2 separate regions of the Sus scrofa genome follow, and region 1 is linked to region 2. Evidence: chromatin contacts called from public promoter capture Hi-C data. All regions are on one chromosome and are shown on one strand. Each heading gives the region's core, a stretch centred on a gene start, on an enhancer-like site or on the middle of the called end of the contact. The rest is flanking DNA. Distances are from core to core; before and after follow the strand shown.

Region 1 (5,093 bases), core at 1,816-4,315, 710 kb before region 2:
GATATACAGATTTCTATAACATCCAACAGAAATTACAATTTCTCATCAGAGGAATTTATAGATCTGTTCATAAACTTTATTACCAGTTTAATAACTACTTCTGTGAGCCACAAGGAAAAGAAAACAAACTTTTACGAGACTGCTTTTTGTTTTGGGGGTTTCTGGTTGCACTCGCGACATGCGACATGGGCGAGTTCCCGGGCCAGGGGTCAAAGCTGCGCACAGCAGCAACCCGAGTGGCCGCAGTGACGACGCAGATTCCCATGCTGAGTCACAAGAGAATTCGTAAGACACTGCTTTTGGGGGGTTGGGGGGCACACCTGAGGCCTATGGAGGTTCCAGGCTAGGGGACGAATCAGAGCTGCAGCTGCCGGCCTACACCACAGCTACAGCCACACAGGATCCGAGCCCGTCTTTGACCCATGTCACAGCTCATGGCAGCGCTGGATCCTTAACCCACCGAGCAAGGCCAGGGATCAAACCCGTGCCCTCATGGATGCTGGTCGGATACGCGACCGCTGAGCCACAAGGGGAACTCGCTGAAACTGCTTTTTAAGTGAATGTCATTACTACAGTAAAGTAGTAAGATTCATCACAAGAGTACTTACCGACTTTATAGCGGGTGGTATTCTTTTCCAAAGGTATCTTGCATTATTCCTAATTTATATCCCCCAAGAAAGAAGAAGCAATTTAGAAAAATCATCCTAGTAAATGTCTAAAATTCTAGATCCCACTGCAAACACACACAAGTATACTCTGAAATACTCTACGTTAAACAGGGTGAAATTTAGTTGTACATGACTTTGTCCAGGTGAAATGAGAGCGGTTTCCCAGATAAAAAGACATGAAATATTTTACCAAAGTAACATTTTGCCATTTTTAGTGAATTTTTAAATTAATAATCCAGATCTTAAATTAAGGTTACAGTACAAAGACTTAAAGAGGACTACCTAAATAATTTAGTCATATATAAAAATAAACAGATTCATACACTTTCAAGGCACTGCTGTTCCCTGACAGTATACAGGTACACAGTGCTTTTCTCCATCTCATGACCCTTCCTCCTACCAGTGGCTACAGAGCCACCACACCTTCAAGGCAGGATTTTTTGGTTTCTTTTTTTTTTTTTTTTTTTTAAGAGTTTGGAATCTTGAACGATAACAAACATATAATGACATGATTATAAAACAAGAAACATAATTTATACAATAGATGAGTAATAAAAATCTCAGTTTAGTTTAAAAGATGCCAAATAAGAAGGTTTACAAGAATTTTAAAACAAAACTGAACAGTAATCATGGCTTTCAGAACATAAGGACTCTTTTTTGCGCAGTTATACTGACTTGTCTTCAATGAACGTGAATGAGGAATAATTAAAAACAAAACCTTTCAAGAAATCGCATACATGACAGTAACAAATTCCTCTTAGCTCTCTCAATTTTCCCTTTCGGTTTCTCTTAGTCTATCGATCACATGTGACATTAAGTAAACAGGTCATAAAAGACAGACATTTCATAACAAAACAAAAGAGAAGAGACTAACAGATTTAAAGGAATTTACTGACACTGTAGTTCATCGTAACAGATTGAAAAATTTTAAGAAAGATATAAGAAAAGAAGTGCATTTTAACTCAGCCTAATCACGATTTAAGCCATGATTCAGTATATGAAATAAATATACTATTACAATAAAATGTAAAGCTCCTTCTGTCTATGTTTTAGTGATGCTACTTCAACGCAAGAATAATTTCTTCAGGAAGCTGTTTCTCTTAGCTTTAGGTAGAAAGTACTTACATGTCATTATGGAGCAGATATAAAGCTAGAAGCTGACCATACACTGGAGGTGTAGCAATTCCTCCTGGAGCCTTTAAAGCCAAAAACAAAAGAGAAAAAGCTCATTTATTTGTATACTTTTGTATTTTTCAAAGCATCTAAAAAGTAAGCATATTTCATAGTACTTACCCTTACAGATGGAGAAAAAGAGAGTGTCACACACTAAAAGCCAGAGTGATAAGTTTAGATCTGTCACCAGCTATGAATTATCTCCCTCTGGGCCACTGAGTTTATATATGCACGGGAACATTTCAGTGGGATCCCTTTCCCAGTTCTCAAATTCTTATTTAAATGGCCTTACTGTTACAAGAGTATTTCCCACAGATTCCTCAAGTATGATGATTCTGCCCGTTACACCAGGTATGTTGAAAATCTAGGTAAGTGAGTAACGAAGAGAGAAATGTCACAGCTGAATGACGAAGACGTTTCTCTCCTTGTTCAACTTTATTCAGAAAATCATCTGTTAAGTGTCTATTAGTGAGCTGCTGCTTCTGGCAGTAGTCTCTTTGGGTTAATTAACTTTTTATACTGATACTGTACATGCTTGTAAGTGCCTTTCTAAGAAAATTAAAAAAAAAAAAAAAACCCTTACTGTTAAGACCTTCGTGAAATAATTTCACCAGTCCTAATGAAGCTAAGACGGCAAGCTTCCGCGACATGAGACTAAGGACTTTCCGAGTTAGGAACAGGCTACAACGCGCACACAGACTCCCTCACCTCTCCCCACGACGGGGAGGAAACATCTTTAACCCGAGAAGCATATTGGAGAGTGTTAGGAGCAAAGACGCACAGCATTTTCGGGCTCACTGGCTGAAGACAAAACAACAAAAAGCCCCCAGCAAGTTCGGGGAGGCGAGGCCTGGATGCTCAGCCAGGAGCAGGCCCGGCGTCCCGGGCTCCACACGCCCGGCCCCGCGCCCGCCCCAGCCCGGCGGGCCCTGGGCCTCGGGCCCCGTTACCCTGGAGACCGGCGCCGCACAAGGCCACGCGCGACCCCGAAAGGCGAATGGCTACCTCCAGCTCCTGGTTCTCGCACTGATCCAGCAACTTTTTGAAATTAAAGGCACTTTCCGCCATCACCGCCACTGGCATCTTCCCGGCCGGTCCCGCCGCCGTACCTCCCCTTCTAGCTGGACCCCAGACTTGTCCCTCCGGGCGTCGCGCCCGCGATGACGTAAAAGCCGCCGTCGCCGCCGAGCTCCCGTGCGCAGGCGCATCATCGGTTCCGGCGCGTCATTAGACGTCGCTGCGGCCTGGCGGGGTCGCTGCCGCTCTGGCCCGTGCACTCTATGTCCTGGAGGACTCGCCTGGCGTCTGGGGACGCGGCTTTCGGAGCCAGGGAGGGCGGGGACTGGGGCCGGTCTGCGGACTCTTCGCTGCCTTTACTCTGAGGCCACGGAAATTTTAAAGTTCAAAACCCAGCTTTCGGTTCCTCCCCCCGCCTCCTCCTTCAGCAGCCCTCCCGCTTCGGTGCAGGCGGTGCGGTCCTTCCTGGGGGCTCCCCTCCTGCAGGCCCCCCATCCGAGAGCGGCTGCGCCAGCGTGGACCACCCGACAGGGCCTGAGCTCGGTCCTCTCCGGACCTCACTCCGCCTCCCTCCAGGCTACTCCCGGACAGCCACCGCAGCCAAAATGATGCTTTTTGAAACCTAAGTCGTCTTGTTATTCTTCTGCTCAAATCCCTAACAATCCAGAGTCTTTGGCATCGCTCACAGATCAAATCCCCAGATCCCTCCGACTTGCTCCAGCCATCCTGGCCTCCTCAGTTTTCTGCGCAGTCCTAACGAACGTTGTATGGTGCGTTATTTATTTATACTTTGGTTTGCTGCCCTTGCCTAGGCCGCCCTGCTGCAGGGTCAGCCGCAGGATTTGTGAGCCCAAAGCAAATTGAAAACGCACATCACTAGTTCAAAAAGCAGAAGGGAAATTACCCGTAAAGGCTATAGAATCTAAAGCTTTTCCCTTATTCCGCAGTGTTTCAACTTTTCATAGCATTCTAAAGTTTGCTATTTAATATTCTAAGAAAGGGAAAAAGCAAAAATTTCAATTATTAGCATGCATCTTACCATCTGTCTTTATATTATACGAAGCCAATTTTAAAGGCGAATATAAGTGCATTTAACTCATGTGGAATCACAGAAATCACACAATTGGTAGACGTAACACTTTGTTTGTACTTAAGCTGGGTCTTGCTGAATTCCTATCATTTGGGGTCGACTGGGAATTCTGCATTCATGGGGTATTTTAAACACTGTGGAGGGCAGAAAACGCATACCTCAATCATCTCTTTGAGTGTCTGTCCTCCCTATGGACTTGCCAAACCCATACTCGAAGATAAAATTATTTAGGATTCCAAGACAGTGACGGTTTCACTGATTATTTTTGTAGAATCAACACTTTCCATGTGGAAATGGTTGTGTTTAGTTATGCTTCAGATAGAACATAGAGATAAGAAAAGCACTGCAAAAGTTGCTCAAAGAATTGCCAAAAACCTTAAATAGGAAGGTGTGCAAATAGCTGGTAGAACTCGAGATATTTTGGGGGAATGAAAGCAACACACTTTCATTCGTCCAAAAAAAGAAAAGAAAAGGGACTAAGGGTAAAATGATTCTGAGATCATTCGACAAAGTTTGAGGAACAAGATTTTGAATTTTCAACATGTGATAATGGCTCCCAGCCTATTTCTGGCCAAGAAAGATTTCATTGGGAAGATAGTTATTTCAGAACTCTGAAATTTCATTTCTTTTTTTTTTTTTTTTTTTTTTTTTTTTTTTTTTTTTTTTTTTACTTTATAGGGCCACATCTGTGGCATATGGAGGTTCCCAGGCTAGGGGTTGAATCGGACAGAGCTGGCCACAGCCAGAACACTGGATACCAAGCCATGTCTACAACCTATACTTCAGCTTGTGGCAACACCAGATCCTTGACCCACTGACTGAGGCCAGGGTAGAACTCGCATCCTCATGGATATTAGTTGGGTTTGTTACCACTGAGCCACAATGGGAACTCCTAGTGAAGCTTTAGAAATACAATCACAGGTGAGAGGTAGAGCTTGGGGTATTATTCTGAGGACGAAACTCTACTTTTTGTTTGTTTTTAATTTTATTTTTAAATTATAATCAATAGAAACTAACAGACAGGCACAGTGACTTGGGAACTGGTGGCTGGGAGCTGCAGAGGGAAGGAAGAGTCTTGGGAGTGGAGGGATGGAGTAAAAGGGTCTAAGGTGAGACTTGGCTTAGACATGGGGACCTCCAAGTGA
Region 2 (5,693 bases), core at 2,848-5,347:
ACATTATAACAAAATTAGCCAGAATAATTAGCATAGTATATGTGCCACTGATTAAACACCCAGCAGATAGCTTGGTAATTAAGATCAGTGAGTGCCATATTTTGAGGCTTTGTCATCTTATTATCTGCCTAACAAGTGTTTCATCTTTACCTCCCTTCTGATTTGAAGTTTGATAGCAATCTCTACTAATTCTCAGTTTATTTCTTTAAATTACCTTACCCAAATTCTGATAATTTTCCTGCGGTCACTACCCTCCCTCTCTCTGTATTTACACAAATGTGTTGATGTCACATTTCTTTTGAAATGTAAGGCATTGGGAGTTCCACTGTGGCTCAGCAGGTTCAGAACTTACATAGCATCCATGAGGATGTGGTTTGATCCCTGGCCTCGCTCAGTGGTTAAGGCTCTGGCATTGCCACAAGCTGCAGCATAGGCTAGCAGCTGCAGCTCCAATTACACCCCTAGCCCAGGAACTTCCTTATGCTGCAGATGCAACCATAAAAGAAAAAATTTAAAAATAAAAAAAATTAAAATGAATTATAGGGAATTGGATACTGCATAGCATTTGTGCTTGAAAATTCAAGTTCAAACCCTTTCAAAGCCCATCGTTCTTTGACTGAAGAAAGAACCAGAGGCCAACTCCATGCTCTGAAAATTAGTCAAACTTCCAAACTGAATACATATCCACAGAGTTCATGGCTCCTTTCCGGGCAGAGCGTATTGCCAGGGATTCCAAGAATATCTCCCTCAGGGTCCAACTGCAATCCCTCTGACCCTGGAATGCAGCCCCTCAAGTGGCCCTGGCTGCTTGCCCCCCGATGATCCTAGCCTGTGATGCTTTTGCTCCTCAGCTCGGAGTGTCTGGGGTCAGCTGCTGTCCTTGTAGATGCAGTGAGATTTTATCACAGAAGAGGCAAGAGCTGAACTACTGAAGAGCAGAAAGCTGGCATTGACTCACTTTCTTTGGCACAGGCTGAGCCATGTCTGCTACATCTCTTTGGACCAAAACCAGGACATGATCATGACTTTAATGGCAGTGTAAACACATGACCTGCGTCAAACTGGGATACTTTCAGCTTTAAGCCACAGAAAACACATGAACTGTACTTAAGGAACAAAGACAAGAATTCTAGCAGTTGGCCTCCTGGAGCTGGGGCAAAGGTTTAGAAATGTCATCAAGGAACCCTCCATCTTGTTCCTCTTTCTGTTCCACTCACCTTAGTATGTCGAGCCTTCATCTTATGTCTATCACCTCATGGTTGTAATGTGGCTGCCACAGCTCCACACATCACGTCCATGTTCAAGGAAAACAGAAGTGCCAGCCACTACTTCCCCTTAAAATTATGAAAGGAAAAAACTTCCTAGATGCAGCAGAGCAGACCACACCTGCTCTCACCAGAGAGAAGTGGGTTGCCAGGGAAGCTAAGATGTCAATAAGCTAGAAAAGGAGAGCTGGGCAGATGCTACTGATTTAAACCAACACGATTCATCACCAGGGGCCAGGCACATCATCACAACAAAGAAAACCCAGGTTCTTTTAGGGAGAAAGAGAACAGATATTGAGAAGGAACTTCAGAGCTGGCTCCTCAAACGCAAATATAGACATGCATCAGATGGGAAGAGAATCACTGTATGGAACAGAAGTTGCAAAATCTTGCAGAGGAGCTGAGAGGAGAAGGGTTCATTATTCAGGGTTCTCCAGAGAAACAGAACCAAAGGAAAACCTCTGTGTGTGTGTGTTTTCTTAAAATAAAGATACATGTGATTTATTTTAAGAAATCGACTTGCACAATTGTGGTAACCAGCAGGTCCAAAACCTTCAGGGCAGGCCAGCAGACTAGAGGCTCAGGAAGAGTAGCAGGTCTAATCCAAAGACCATCTGCTGCCAGTACTCCTTTGGCTCAGGGCATATTAGTCTTTGTTCTGTGAAGGCCTTCAACTGATTGGACAAGGCCCACCCCCATTACTTTACTCGAAGACTACCAACTTAAAAAATAAACTTCAACCCACCCCCAGAAAAGAACCCTCACAGAAACATCCAAAATGTTTGACCAAGTATCTGGGCACCATGGCCCAGCCTGATTCACACATAAAATGAACCATCACGCAGGAAGACAAGAGAAAGTGAGGGATTTCCCGTTGTGGCTCAGTGGGTTACAAACCTGACTAGTATCTGTAAGGACACAGGTTTCATCCCTGGCCTTGCTCAGTGGGTTAAGGATCTGGTATTGCTGCAAGCTGTGATGTAGGTTGCAGATGTGGCTTGGATCCTGCGTTGCTGTGGCCGTAGCATAGGCCAGCAGCTGCAGCTCCAATTCGACCCCTAGCCTATGGAATTTCCATATGCATTGGGTGTGGCCCTGAAAAGCAAGAGAGAGAGAGAGAGAGGGAAAGGAAAGAGGTTGCAAGATGGGAACACAAGGCAGAGGGACGTCCATAAAGGCACATGAGAGGAGAGATGCCATTGAAAGCTACAAACCTGCAACCAGTAGATAAACAACTCCTCGAGATTTAATGCAGAGTCCAGCAACTAGACTATAATATCATATTATGAACATTGAACTTACTAAGAGACTAAGAAAACGGAATTATCCCCGCCGCAAAAGAAGGACTGGTGGTTCTGCAATGTGATAGCGGTGTTAGCCAACATTACAAAGGCAGCCACCTTACAAGCTATAAATCATATGATGTATACCTTAAACATACTCAGAATGTTATGTGTTCAATATATTTCAATGTTTTTTCTTTTTTCTTTCTTTTTTTTTTTTAATGGCCACACCTGCGGCATATGGAAGTTCCCAGACTAGGGGTAGAATCAAAGCTGAAGCTGACAGGCTACACCACGCCAGATCCCAGCCCCATCTGTGACCTACACCATAGCTTGCAGCAACGCTGGATCCTTAACCCCCTGAGGGAGGCCAGGGATCGAACCCGCAACCTCATGGATACTGGTCAGGTTCGATACCATTGAGCCACAGCAGGAACTCCTCCTGTTTGTTTTTAATAAACCCCGCAATGAGTCCACTTGTAAGCGTACGGCACAGCCTGGAGAGCCTCCCAGCATGCAGGCGCTGCTGGAGCAGGTGGACGTGGAGACACCCAGGAACGAGAGGCAGAGGGCACGGAACGCGTCCACTCTCCGCTCGTGGAATGCACAGAAACCAACAGCAGTGCTTGCACTCGCACAGGGCGTGGAATTGGGTGCTTTAAGCCTCAGGTGCAGCCTGGACAAATCCAAAGGCAGCCGCAAATACTAAGGTTACTTTTTTGTGTTCACGTATGTGGTGTGTTTGTCTTCTTGAGGCAGCCCGGTCTATCTCTGAATTTGGAAGCCAAGGATTCCCCTGCCTTCTCCTTAATTCCAAGGTCTGTCTGATTTATAGTCACCCAGACTCTCTTGGTAGATGAAGTGAAGGACTCTGTGGTTCAGAACATTACAAAATATTCCTTTCAACCGACCAGATGTTCCAAGCCAGTCTCAGGAAAAGGATTTTAAAGTTTCAGCACAGAGTCGCACTTTGGGTTTTTTTTTGTTTGTTTGTTTGTTTGTTTTTAATGGCTGGGCCCGTGGCCTATGGAAGTTCCTGGGCCAGGGATCGAATCTGAGCCACAGCTGCTGGCCTACACCACAACTGCAGCAATGCTGGATCCTTTAACCCAGTGTGCCTGGCCAGGGATCAACCGGTGCTCTTGCCGTGACCCCGCCACTGCAGTTGGATTCTTAACCCACGGCACCACAGCGGGAACTCCTACTTTATTTTATTTTTTTTATTTTATTGGCGTATAGTTGACTTACAATGTGGTGTTCGTTTCGGGTGTACAGCCAGGTGGCTCAGTTTTACACGTACACAGCCGTTCTTATGATCCTCAGTCCCACGCCTGAGCACATAGCACGGGGTCTTTGTTTTAACCACACTGTCCTGTTTCTCCCAGTCACAGGCAGGTTTACTAGAATAATCCTGAACGGAGGCCTTGGGGAGAATAGTTCCCATCTCCCTGTAAGGAAGGGGTGGGGAGGGCTGCTGGCAGGTGGTGCCTCCCCAGAGCCGTAACTGGAGCCGCTCGGCTTCTATTTATAGGCACGCCCAGAGCCCGCTCCTGCAGCTGCTGACTTTGGACTCGGTTGAGAAGAGCCGTTTGGTCGCCACACAAACGATATTACAATGTCCATCTCGGCCCGCCTTCCCGATTACCCGGTCACTTCGGATTTGGTGACGAGATTAAAGTCGGCCCTGGAAGCCGGGGATGAGGAGAGGGTGAGGGCCCTGGCCTGCACTGAAGTCCGGCCCGTGGATGCCGTGATAGAACTGGCCAACGACGACTGGATGAAGGACCCCTCGGCGCAGCTGCCCCCCGGGGTGCTCCTAGGTAACTGCGTCAGTCACTGCCTTGGAAACTGACCTCCCCATCCTGTGTGCCCTTGAGGGGTGGGCGCTGCGGGTGGAAGGGCACATGGTTGAGGCAGGCACACGGTACCTGCCCAGCTCCCTGATCCTTATTTCATAGACATACGCATGTGCTGCAGTCACTGTATATACATAATGTCTATGTGCACACACGACACGTCTGCGTATATATACGTAGTATATATTTAGTATGGATCTCTCTGCCCAGTATATATCTCTATGTCATATTATACATACAGGATATATATTTTATACACACACACACACACACACACACATCGGAGGACATAGTAGTACATACTATGTACACCACCCCTACCCCTGGGGGTGTCAACGAGCTGGGTAAGGCTTTAGGGAGAAACTGGCTACTGTGTGTGTGTGCACCTATATATATAATGATATAAAGAGAGATACTATGTATAGAGGCATACAGTGTATATCTGTGTTACATAGGCAACAATTACAGCACAATAAAAAAAATGTAAAAAGCAAAAAAATCAAGCCATGACACCAGTGCCCAGTTTTCATCTCTCCACTCCCGCCCCCCCACCCCACCCCCCTGCCGCTAGTCTATTTGCATGTGTGAACTTCCTCCACGTGTAACTGTGTGGTAGATATAACTTGTGTTCTCTGTTAACGTTTCTAAAGTATTTTCCCTGGCACTACACAGTCTTCTTAATTTTAATCCTCTTTCGAGGCAATGAATCCACCCTTGGCTCTGCCTGGGCCGGCCCAGGGCCTCACAGGGACAGCGCCCTTGGGGTACACACCCCGATCCAGGAGCCTGCACTGGGGTTTGAAGGGGACTGTGTTTTTCTGAGTCCATGAGAGAAGCTTTTCACGTTTGTTTGTTTTAATTATATTGACGTATAGTGGATTCACAATGTTGTGTTTGTTTCTGCGGTACAGCAAAGCGACTCGGTGACACGTGGATATATTCTTTTTCGTATTCTTCTCCGTGATGGTTGATCACAGGCTATTGGACATGGTTCCCTATGCTCTGCAGGAGGCCCTTGTTATGCATCTATCCTGCATATGCTAGTTGGGAGGGGATTTTAACATCATAAACCACCCTTCGGGCGGGGAGTGTTGAGCCCTGCAGAGTCACCCTGCCCCCTGCCCTGTGCCTGCAGGTGAGGTGCCTTAGCAAACACATCAACCTACCCCCAGGCTAGCTGACCAAAGCTGCTGCAGGGAGCCGGGAGGGCAGGGTCTCTGCTCTGGGCACCCCTCCCTGCCAGATCCCTGCTATGATTTGGCTTCATCATTTGATCCCTGGCTTCAATC

What was found. Promoter capture Hi-C pulls out the DNA fragments that hold promoters and counts their contacts.
Region 1: a promoter capture Hi-C map of fetal skeletal muscle shows a contact between it and region 2, with 7 times the contacts expected there. The contact joins the promoter of COPS8 here to the promoter of ASB18 in region 2. A contact is called at or near these places in 1 of 5 promoter capture datasets (fetal skeletal muscle) and 1 of 2 datasets of contacts at active chromatin or transcription factors (skeletal muscle).

What each region holds. Positions count from the first base shown.
Region 1 is chr15:136,826,194-136,831,286 of Sscrofa11.1, reverse strand. COPS8 (COP9 signalosome complex subunit 8) reads right to left here and starts at 3,065. Exons shown (of 8, transcript XM_003133761.4): 1 at 2,847-3,065; 2 at 1,794-1,864; 3 at 609-657. The coding sequence starts at 2,924.
Region 2 is chr15:136,114,488-136,120,180 of Sscrofa11.1, reverse strand. It overlaps ASB18 (ankyrin repeat and SOCS box protein 18), which reads left to right and starts at 4,097. Exons shown (of 6, transcript XM_021075270.1): 1 at 4,097-4,368. The coding sequence starts at 4,164.